Regions from separate parts of the Sus scrofa genome. Here regions 1 and 3 are each linked to region 2. A link is a contact called in public HiChIP or PLAC-seq data. All regions are on one chromosome and are shown on one strand. Each heading gives the region's core, a stretch centred on a gene start, on an enhancer-like site or on the middle of the called end of the contact. The rest is flanking DNA. Distances are from core to core; before and after follow the strand shown. Region 1 overlaps PDE7B (cAMP-specific 3',5'-cyclic phosphodiesterase 7B). Region 2 has its middle 32 kb from the start of AHI1. Region 3 overlaps PDE7B (cAMP-specific 3',5'-cyclic phosphodiesterase 7B).

Region 1 (2,700 bases), core at 64-2,563, 200 kb after region 2:
AAAATATACTCACCTGTTGGAATTGTTGTAATGAAAAAAGTTATTTATCACAGTTCAAGAGAGAGAGACAGACAGAGAGAGAATAAATATATTTTATTTTAAAGAATTGGTTCATGTGGAGTTCCCATCGTGGCGCAGTGGTTAACAAATCTGACTGGGAAACATGAGGTTGCAGGTTTGATACCTGGCCTTAGGTTAAGGATCTGGCGTTGCCGTGAGCTGTGGTGTGGGTCGCAGACAAGGCTTGGATCCCACATTGCTGTGGCTCTGGCATAGGCCGGTGGCTACAGCTCCTATTAGACCCCTAGCCTGGGAACCTCCATATGCCACGGGAGCGGCTCAAGAAAAGTGCAAAAAAAAAGTCAAAAAAGGAGTTCCCGTCGTGGCACAGTGGTTAACGAGTCCAACTAAAACCATGAGGTTGCAGGTTCGATCCCTGGCCTTGCTCAGTGGGTTGAGGATCCAGCGTTGCTGTGAGCTATGGTGTAGGTCGCAGACATGGCTCGGATCCTGAGTTGCTGTGGCTCTGGTGTAGGCTGGTGGCTACAGCTCCAATTAGACCCCTAGCCTGGGAATCTCCATATGCCGCAGGAGCAGCCCTTTTAGAAAAGGTAAAAAGCCAAAAAAAAAAAAAAAAAAAGCCAAAAAAATAAAAAGAATTGGATCATGTGATTGTAGAGTCTGGCAGGTCCAAAATTTGAAGGGTGGACCGTCTGGCTAGATATCCAGGGAAAAGTCAAAGCCACAAACCAAGAAAATTGTTTAGTTGGTGAAAAGACCCCTTTGTTTGCCCTCTTTGTTTACCTCTTTGTACTTGATAGAAATCACACTTGATTAGATGATTTGGTTAGCACTGGATGCGTGAAAGAAGTCGATTTATTGGAGTACATTTTGGAGATTTGTAACATCAATAAATAAAAAGTGGATGTTTTCCTGAGCTTTCTGTTGATTTAATTCAAACGCAATGATTTGTTTAATTTAGTTCTCTCTCCCCCTGCTTTGGGTGAGATTTTGTAGTCTCATCAACTACGCTTCTGTTCAGGACAGTGACCTCGTGACTGATGAGGACTGGTTGTCTGTGCTGTGCCTCGCACAAGTATAACACACACCACTCTGTCTCAACACTACGTATGAGAACAATTGCCTTGAAAGATTAATTGCTGCTTTTTCAAAGGTGTTCAAAGAGGAAGCCAAATTCCTATTGCTCCCTTCACCTACCATTTTCACAAGAGGCATTGCACAGGTTGACTCTTACCCCTGGTTGCCCCAAACCGGTGTAAAAGGTCTGGCTTGACTCATGGAGATTGGCTTTGGCTGCTGGGCAAAAGAGCCAAGCCCTAATCCTGATTATTGCATAAGAGCCTTCTGTGTGGTCTCGTGGAAGGAATACTCGGCCAGGAGTCAGGAAATCGGAGATCTGTTCCCAGTCCAGTTTTGAGGGCAAGTGGCAGGGCCAGCTTTGCTGGACTCCAATGGGGCTTGTCAGCCTCCAGCCTTCAGATTTCATTCAGTGCTCCTTAAAAAAGCAAGGCTTTTGAATTCACACATCTTTTGGTTTGAATCTTTATCACTCGTGAACTTCAACTAGTATGTTTACTTCTCTCAGTCTCAATTTTCTCATGTATAAAATGGAGAAATTACCTACATCATTCCACTTAAGTGAAAACTGAATGAAATAATAGACATAGCATTGTACCCTATAGATACAGCATTATGTTTGGCATATAATGATCTCACTTCTCTCCTTTTCCTCTTGGTGCTGATCTCACCATTTTCTTCCCTAACCCACTTTTGAATAATTTTCAGAGAAGAAAATATATAAATTAAGCTGTGTATTATTGGCTAATAAGACATAGTAATTGTTCCTTCCCAAGTATATTGGCATTTCAATAAGGAAAAATGAGAAATTATAGCTACCGTGATCATATTGAGGCAACAGAATGAAACCAATAGGGATTGTGTCTGGAGTCAGGAGAAACTATCCAGGAATTATTTTTATCACAGCATTTTTGACTCAGTCTTTTGAGTTAATCCTTCTAAAACTTAAGTTGCTGGTATTTTGAAACAGGTAGATATCAGGATTGTTATCAGTTACACTTCAGTGTGGTTTAGCTTTTCAGATCCCTTTTCAGAAGGGAAATTTTAATCTGTGTGTGTTGAGGAGAGTAGAATGCAGTTCATACAACCTGGATATTTGAGGAGTTAGGGAGAACAGGAAGATGGGAGATATGAAAGATAACCTGCACATGGTTATACTTGTACCCAGAAGTATAAGAATAAAATAGAGTTACTGGTATAAATAATTTTGAAATGGTTAAAAATGTTAATGCGTAGTATTTTAATTATTCTTTATTTTAAAATTTTCTACTCAAAGGCACAGTTCAATTACCCATAATTATCATTATGCTTCCAAAATGCCCATAGAAAGTCACACATTCCCTTCCTGTTGAACTGTGGCTCTCCAAATCATAGTATTTTCCTAGGATTTTACTGTTTAAAGTTTCATTGCAGTATTTGTGGCAAACTTCTATTGTGTATGGTATTATATGACAACAGCGATGCATCGTGCCTAAAAGCTATAATGACCAGCTATTCTGTGGTCAGTAAAAGGAAATTATATAACATTAGTTGCCAATGTGCTCTTAAGAGAAAAGTCTTCCCATTGCTCTAGCCCACCCCCTGCCCCTGTCACTTGCCACT
Region 2 (2,847 bases), core at 35-2,534:
AAAGTTTGCTATCCCTTGCCTAAGACTGTCAGAGTATGATTGTGTTCCCATGATTGCAAGGCAAGTTTAGCACAAGACCCAGGATTAAAGATCTAGACCTTTGTGTGAGCAGTTGAGGAAGCCACTGCCTCAGGTGAGAACCTGAGGATGTCAAGACCCTTAAAGATGAAGTCCTAGACAGATTTGTCTGAAACCATTCCAGCTCTGGAATTTTCAGCTCTTGAAGTCAATACCTTATTTAAAATCTTAAATTAGCTAGAATTGGTTTTTGTTGCTTGTAGCCAAAGAAACTTAAGGGATAAAGTCATTTTGAAGAAATCCCGCTTTAGGTGTGGAGGGAACAGGATTAATTAGTTCCCAAGATCTTTGCCTTATGGTGAAAACAGCAGACACCTGGCAGAAGATGCAAAATCCATCCTAATAGCGCCCTCTAAGACCTGAATTTGTCCTGTTCTGGGAGAAATCCTAGAAGCTCAAGAGATGAAATTAGTGTCTAAGACTTTCACTTTTATTACATGTCTATGTCTTCCCTAGGTATAAATACCAGGGGTCTTCAGGACTTAGGATTTTTATATTCTCGTACTGGAATTACCCATATACTACATGCTTTATCTTGTATAGACGCTTCAATATCAAATATAAACTTACAGTCAAATAAGACTATAAATACATGTAATATTTTGATTTTAATATTTTTAGAAATTTAAATCTATTTTTTTTCTTATTAAATCCACACCCTGCCACTTAAGCTGCAAAGCATGTTTTTGCTTAGTAACCTAGGGAAAGGTTGTGACATGGTAGGAAACAAAATAAAGAAACCAAAGAGACCCACACCTTTAAAGTGATGGCACGCCTCTGGGTGTGGACAAATTATTTGCATGAAATACCACTTGTAAGGGTTGCTTTTTGCTTCTGAAGAAGGAAAGATTCTCCAGAGTATATACAGGAAAGAAAGGGAAAATTGAAAGAGAGAGGGTAATGGCAATACAAATGGATGGGCCTTAGACAGAGGGTTTCTGAACTGCTGGCGGCCTGGCGAGGGCATCTTTCTTAGGTTCTCTGACTGGACCCAGGAAGCTTTCTGCACCTTCTCTGGCCTCTACTATGTGGTGTGTGGGCTGCACTGCCATGCCTAGGTAGGCCTGGGTAGATCCAGGGGAAGCTGGCAGGGGTGTGTGGTGTGAGGGTGCTAGACGGGGAGATGAACTATAGCCCTCAGGCCTCCGTTTGTACTCCTCCTTCTCTCCCTCCATGGTACAGCCAGTCTGGCCGGCCCTGCTTTGACAGAAACCCAGAGAAGTGGCAAAATTCCCAGGTAGAGTTTTGAGAGAGAAGAGTTCTAAATTTATTGAATAGAATTTTCACGACCTTTTGCTCCTCCTGCAACATCAGAGTTTAACATGGAAATTAAATTGAGTCAAAGAAGACAATTTCTCGCAACCTGAGTTTATGGATGAAGATTGATGACCTTCTAGGTCAGATATATTTGTCTGTTAGTTTGGAAAATCAAGAGCTGACTTCACTTCTCAGTCATTCCAAGTACGACAGTGACATTTTGGCTGCACACCAGCAGCCAACAGCATGCAAGTGTTAGCACAGGTTATTTGTATTTCATGTTTCTAGATTTTGCTTCATTGCAACATTGCTGTTCATTTTGAAAAACTTTTTTATTCATTTGATTATGAGGTCTATTCTTGATTGAGAAAGGGTGAATCACAGGTTTCATTAGGAAGCTCTTAAGAGAGATTTTCATTTTCTTTACCATGGAACCAATGAGATAGTAGAACAAGAATACATTAATCTGTATAATTGTTTCCCTCCTCTAATACATAGCAGGTTTTGTGGAAATATTAACACAACAGCTGTGCTGAATAATTCTTCTTCAACCAAACAAAGGACAATGTGATTAATCTATTGTATTTCTAAAATCTCCTGTTTTTCTCATCCTTCACTCAGGGAAAAAAGGGAGGTGAGAAAACAGAAAGTGAGCTATGGTGAAAGCTTTTCACTGGCAAAGTAACAGGAGGCCCTCGATGTTACTTCTGGCCCAAAGGAAAGTAGGTGTCTTATGGGTCAGTGGTTCTCAATCAGGGGCTGTTTTGCCCACGAGGGTATTTGACAAGTTCTGGAGACATTTCTGGCCGTCATTTCTGGTGGGGTGGAGAAACGAGGAAGGGGTGCTATTGGAATCTAGTGTGAGCAGGCCAGAGATGCTGCTAAATATCCTACAATGCAAAGGAGGGTCCCACCCCAACAGAGAATTCTCTATCCCCAAATATCAACAGTAGTGGCAAGGTTGAGAAACCCTGCTCTTGAGGTAATCAGGAAAGGAGATAAGATTTAAACAAGTTAGTGGGATGGCAGGGTTTTTTCAGAATGAGAGGAGGCACATGGACATCTTTGAAAAACAAGGAAAGAAGAGGAAAGTATTTGAAGAGTTAGATAATTCTTTTATATTTGAGGCAAATTTTAAAGGGAGATTCTGTCTGAATGTGTGTATTCTTACCAACTTTTTAAGGAAAGAATAAAATTCCTTGAAATCAGTATTATGGTTGTTAAAATCACAAAAAGAAGACCATGATTATGTTTCACAATTTGGCGTGCTCATCCCATATGATAATTTATTTTTATGCTGAGTGGAAATAATGTGTAAACAAAACTATGGAAGTGGGAGAGCAGGGGATATTGTCACCTGGCTAGATTGTATAGACCAGTGAATTACAGGGGAAAAGGTATCCTGAGCATGTGGGAAAGGTCTTCAATGGCAATAATGGGGTTTGAGTTCACTCAGCAGAAGTGGGGTGAGAAGCAGGAAGGGGATGTATTAGGGTTCTCCAGAGAAACAGA
Region 3 (2,700 bases), core at 199-2,698, 180 kb after region 2:
AGATGCAAATTCCTTTACTCAGTTTTGGTTAATGTGCCTTTCTCTTCGAGTTCAATCACAGCTGAATCACATTCCCTTTTTGATATGCTCTAACTTAAATCCTGAGATATAAGCTTAGCTGCTGTTAACACAACTGATATCTTGGGGGTTGGAGAGAGAAAAAACAGAGCTGGTTAATAAAAGTACAAATCATTCACATAAAAATAAGGAAGAAATACATATTAGCGTTTATTTCTGCAACTGGTAACATGTTTTTATTAATTCTATACTTCATTTTGCCACCCATATACTCTTTGCCTTCAGCAAGCACCTTGTGTAGTCATAATTCTCTGCCTAGTAGGACAAACCGAACATTTATTCCTAAAGGGCATAAATGATTAGCAGCTTTGCTTTAGTTTTTACCACACTGTGTGGAAGTACTAAGATGTATCCTTTTGAGATTTACAGACACACTCCTCCTAACCTTCTTAGTGTAGTGGAAACTTCATATCCTCTTGATGATCAGAATCAGTCACTTCAGCCGAATTAAAATTCCTCTTCTCTACCCATTGACTCACTACCACGAGTACTTTTATGTAGCCAGATGACACTGTCAAATTTCCATTTAATGGAACGCTTTCTGTGGCCCCCAGGAGACTCATTCCTTCCTTGAGAACTAAGCCCTTTAAGCCAGAAGAACCCAGGTTGTAGAGCTGAGAAGCAGTACTTTTGTTAGTGACTCATCAGCAGTCAGTAGTGAGATAAGCCACATCCACTTCCACTTCTGATTCCCAGACCTGTGAGGCCTGGCTGTGAGAGAAGCATTGTAAGTTAAACACTGACTTATCCTGAATGGCATTACTCTAGTCCTTCAATGTGTTGTCATCCATCTGACATCATAACCCAGTCTTCAAAAGGTCATTCTATCAGGTCAACTGTTTCAGAGTGATGGAGAAGGTAATAATGCAAGGGAATCTCATGCACACAGACCTAATGCTGCCCTTTCTTAGCTGTAGAATGATTTCTTTCATCAGAAGCTGTGCAGTATGGAATATCATGGTGGGGAACAAGTCCACAGAGGGTGATTTTGGCAGAAACATTGCAGGTAGGAAAGGCGAATGTATATCCACAGTAGGTTTCTGTTCCATTGAGAACAAAGAATCGACCTTCTAGGATGGAAGTAATGTAATCACTCTACTTATCGCCCTGCAACCTGCTGATCCTCCTGGAAATAGTGTCATATAGGGCTCAGTATTAACTTTCAGCAGCAGATTGGCCACTCAGCAGTAGCTGTTGCCAGATCAGCCCTGATGATGAGAAATGCACATTGCTTAGCCCATACAAAATCTCTTTGCCTGCTGCCCGTAGCTACTTTGTTTATGAGCTCATGGGACAAAGACAGGGATAGCTGCAAAAACAGGCTCACTCATGCCCACAGAGTGGATCATGGTGTCCTCTGCTGCTGAAGTGGCTCTTGTGGGAAGAGGTCATGAGAGGATGTGACCACCTGTTGACCTGCAAGCTGGGCCCAGGCAATATGTGACCTCTTACCCCCTCCACATCTTTGAAATGTGCATTCCTCTTGCTTTCCCTGTGCTAGCCTTGAGAGAGTCTGTGAGTCCATCTGAACTGTGTATGTGACTGAACCCAGTTAAGGCTTCTATGTATAAACTTTTTAGATTCTGGCAGGCAGGCATGGAGACAAGCCTCCCAAGTAAGTTCCCTTGCTTATTAAAACTGCCAGCTCCCAACCCAGAGTGGACTGCCTCTTTCTGTAGTTTCTCCTTGCTCTCTGTGTACAGGGACCAGTTTACAAATCAACAGCTCTTTGGTGAGCATTGATGAAGGACCAAACGATTCTCATGATTTATGCCCAGAATCTACCCACATACTTCTTGTCAGACCTCACTATCACCGATTTTCCAATCACTTTGCTTCTCACTGATGACTAGCCAACCAAGCTATTAGCCACGGCCCATGTCTCAATATGTATCTTCCCATCTCTTTCCCACAAAACTTTCCCCAAGGATTAGGAAGTGGGCAAGAGTGTGTTCTTTGTTCAGTCTATTCAACATTCAACTAAAACTTTCAGTCATTTCTATAAGATGAGCAAAAAAGACAAGAAAGGAAGTATTTTCTAATTTTTAAAAAATATTAGAAAGGAAAAAGTAAAGCTATCTTGACTCACAGGTAACATGATCATGTACGTAGAAAACTAATCTAAAAAAATACTGCTGATGCACACAAATGATTTTAGTAATGTTGCAGATACAAGGTCAATGTAAAAAATCAATTTTATTTCTGTTACTAGCAAAGAACAATTGGAAGATAAAATAAAAAATAATACTATTTATAACGTCAAGTGATATAAAATAAGAATAACTAAAATATGTGCAAGATCTGTTACACTGAAACTAAAAAATGTTGGGAGAAATTAAAGATGATCTAAATAAATAGAAGTATATACCCTGTTCATTAATAGAAATACTATTTTTAAGATGTGAATTTTTTCTAAATTGATTTATAAATTCAAAGTATTCCCAAACAAAATCTCAGGAGTTTTTTTTTAAAAAAAATACATAGACAAATAAAATGTACATAGGCGTTAACAAGATGATTTTAAAATTTATATGGCTACTCAGAATAGCCAGAACGGTCTTGAAATAAAATTATACTTTGGGGGTATTTGTACTTTTTGCTTTCAAAACTTACTATAATTGT

The links. HiChIP or PLAC-seq counts read pairs in DNA pulled down with a chosen protein or histone mark.
Region 1: an H3K27ac HiChIP or PLAC-seq map of skeletal muscle shows a contact between it and region 2, with 4 times the contacts expected there. The contact joins two enhancer-like sites. A contact is called at or near these places in 1 of 47 Hi-C or Micro-C datasets (psoas muscle) and 1 of 2 datasets of contacts at active chromatin or transcription factors (skeletal muscle).
Region 3: an H3K27ac HiChIP or PLAC-seq map of skeletal muscle shows a contact between it and region 2. The contact joins two enhancer-like sites. A contact is called at or near these places in 2 of 47 Hi-C or Micro-C datasets (embryonic fibroblasts and psoas muscle) and 1 of 2 datasets of contacts at active chromatin or transcription factors (skeletal muscle).

Annotation. Positions count from the first base shown.
Region 1 is chr1:28,333,609-28,336,308 of Sscrofa11.1, reverse strand. The region is part of intron 2 of PDE7B (cAMP-specific 3',5'-cyclic phosphodiesterase 7B); the gene reads left to right. Among named protein-coding and RNA genes, the nearest start is that of PDE7B, 91 kb to the left of the region's middle. Within about 2 kb of position 1,313, at least 2 of the 83 cell types and tissues checked have an H3K27ac peak or open chromatin away from gene starts, as enhancers often do. A contact at or near this core is called in skeletal muscle, where this site is marked.
Region 2 is chr1:28,533,153-28,535,999 of Sscrofa11.1, reverse strand. No RefSeq gene overlaps it. Among named protein-coding and RNA genes, the nearest start is that of AHI1, 32 kb to the left of the region's middle. Within about 2 kb of position 1,284, at least 4 of the 83 cell types and tissues checked have an H3K27ac peak or open chromatin away from gene starts, as enhancers often do. A contact at or near this core is called in skeletal muscle, where this site is marked.
Region 3 is chr1:28,350,754-28,353,453 of Sscrofa11.1, reverse strand. All of the region lies in intron 2 of PDE7B (cAMP-specific 3',5'-cyclic phosphodiesterase 7B), which reads left to right. Among named protein-coding and RNA genes, the nearest start is that of PDE7B, 74 kb to the left of the region's middle. Within about 2 kb of position 1,448, at least 3 of the 83 cell types and tissues checked have an H3K27ac peak or open chromatin away from gene starts, as enhancers often do. A contact at or near this core is called in skeletal muscle, where this site is marked.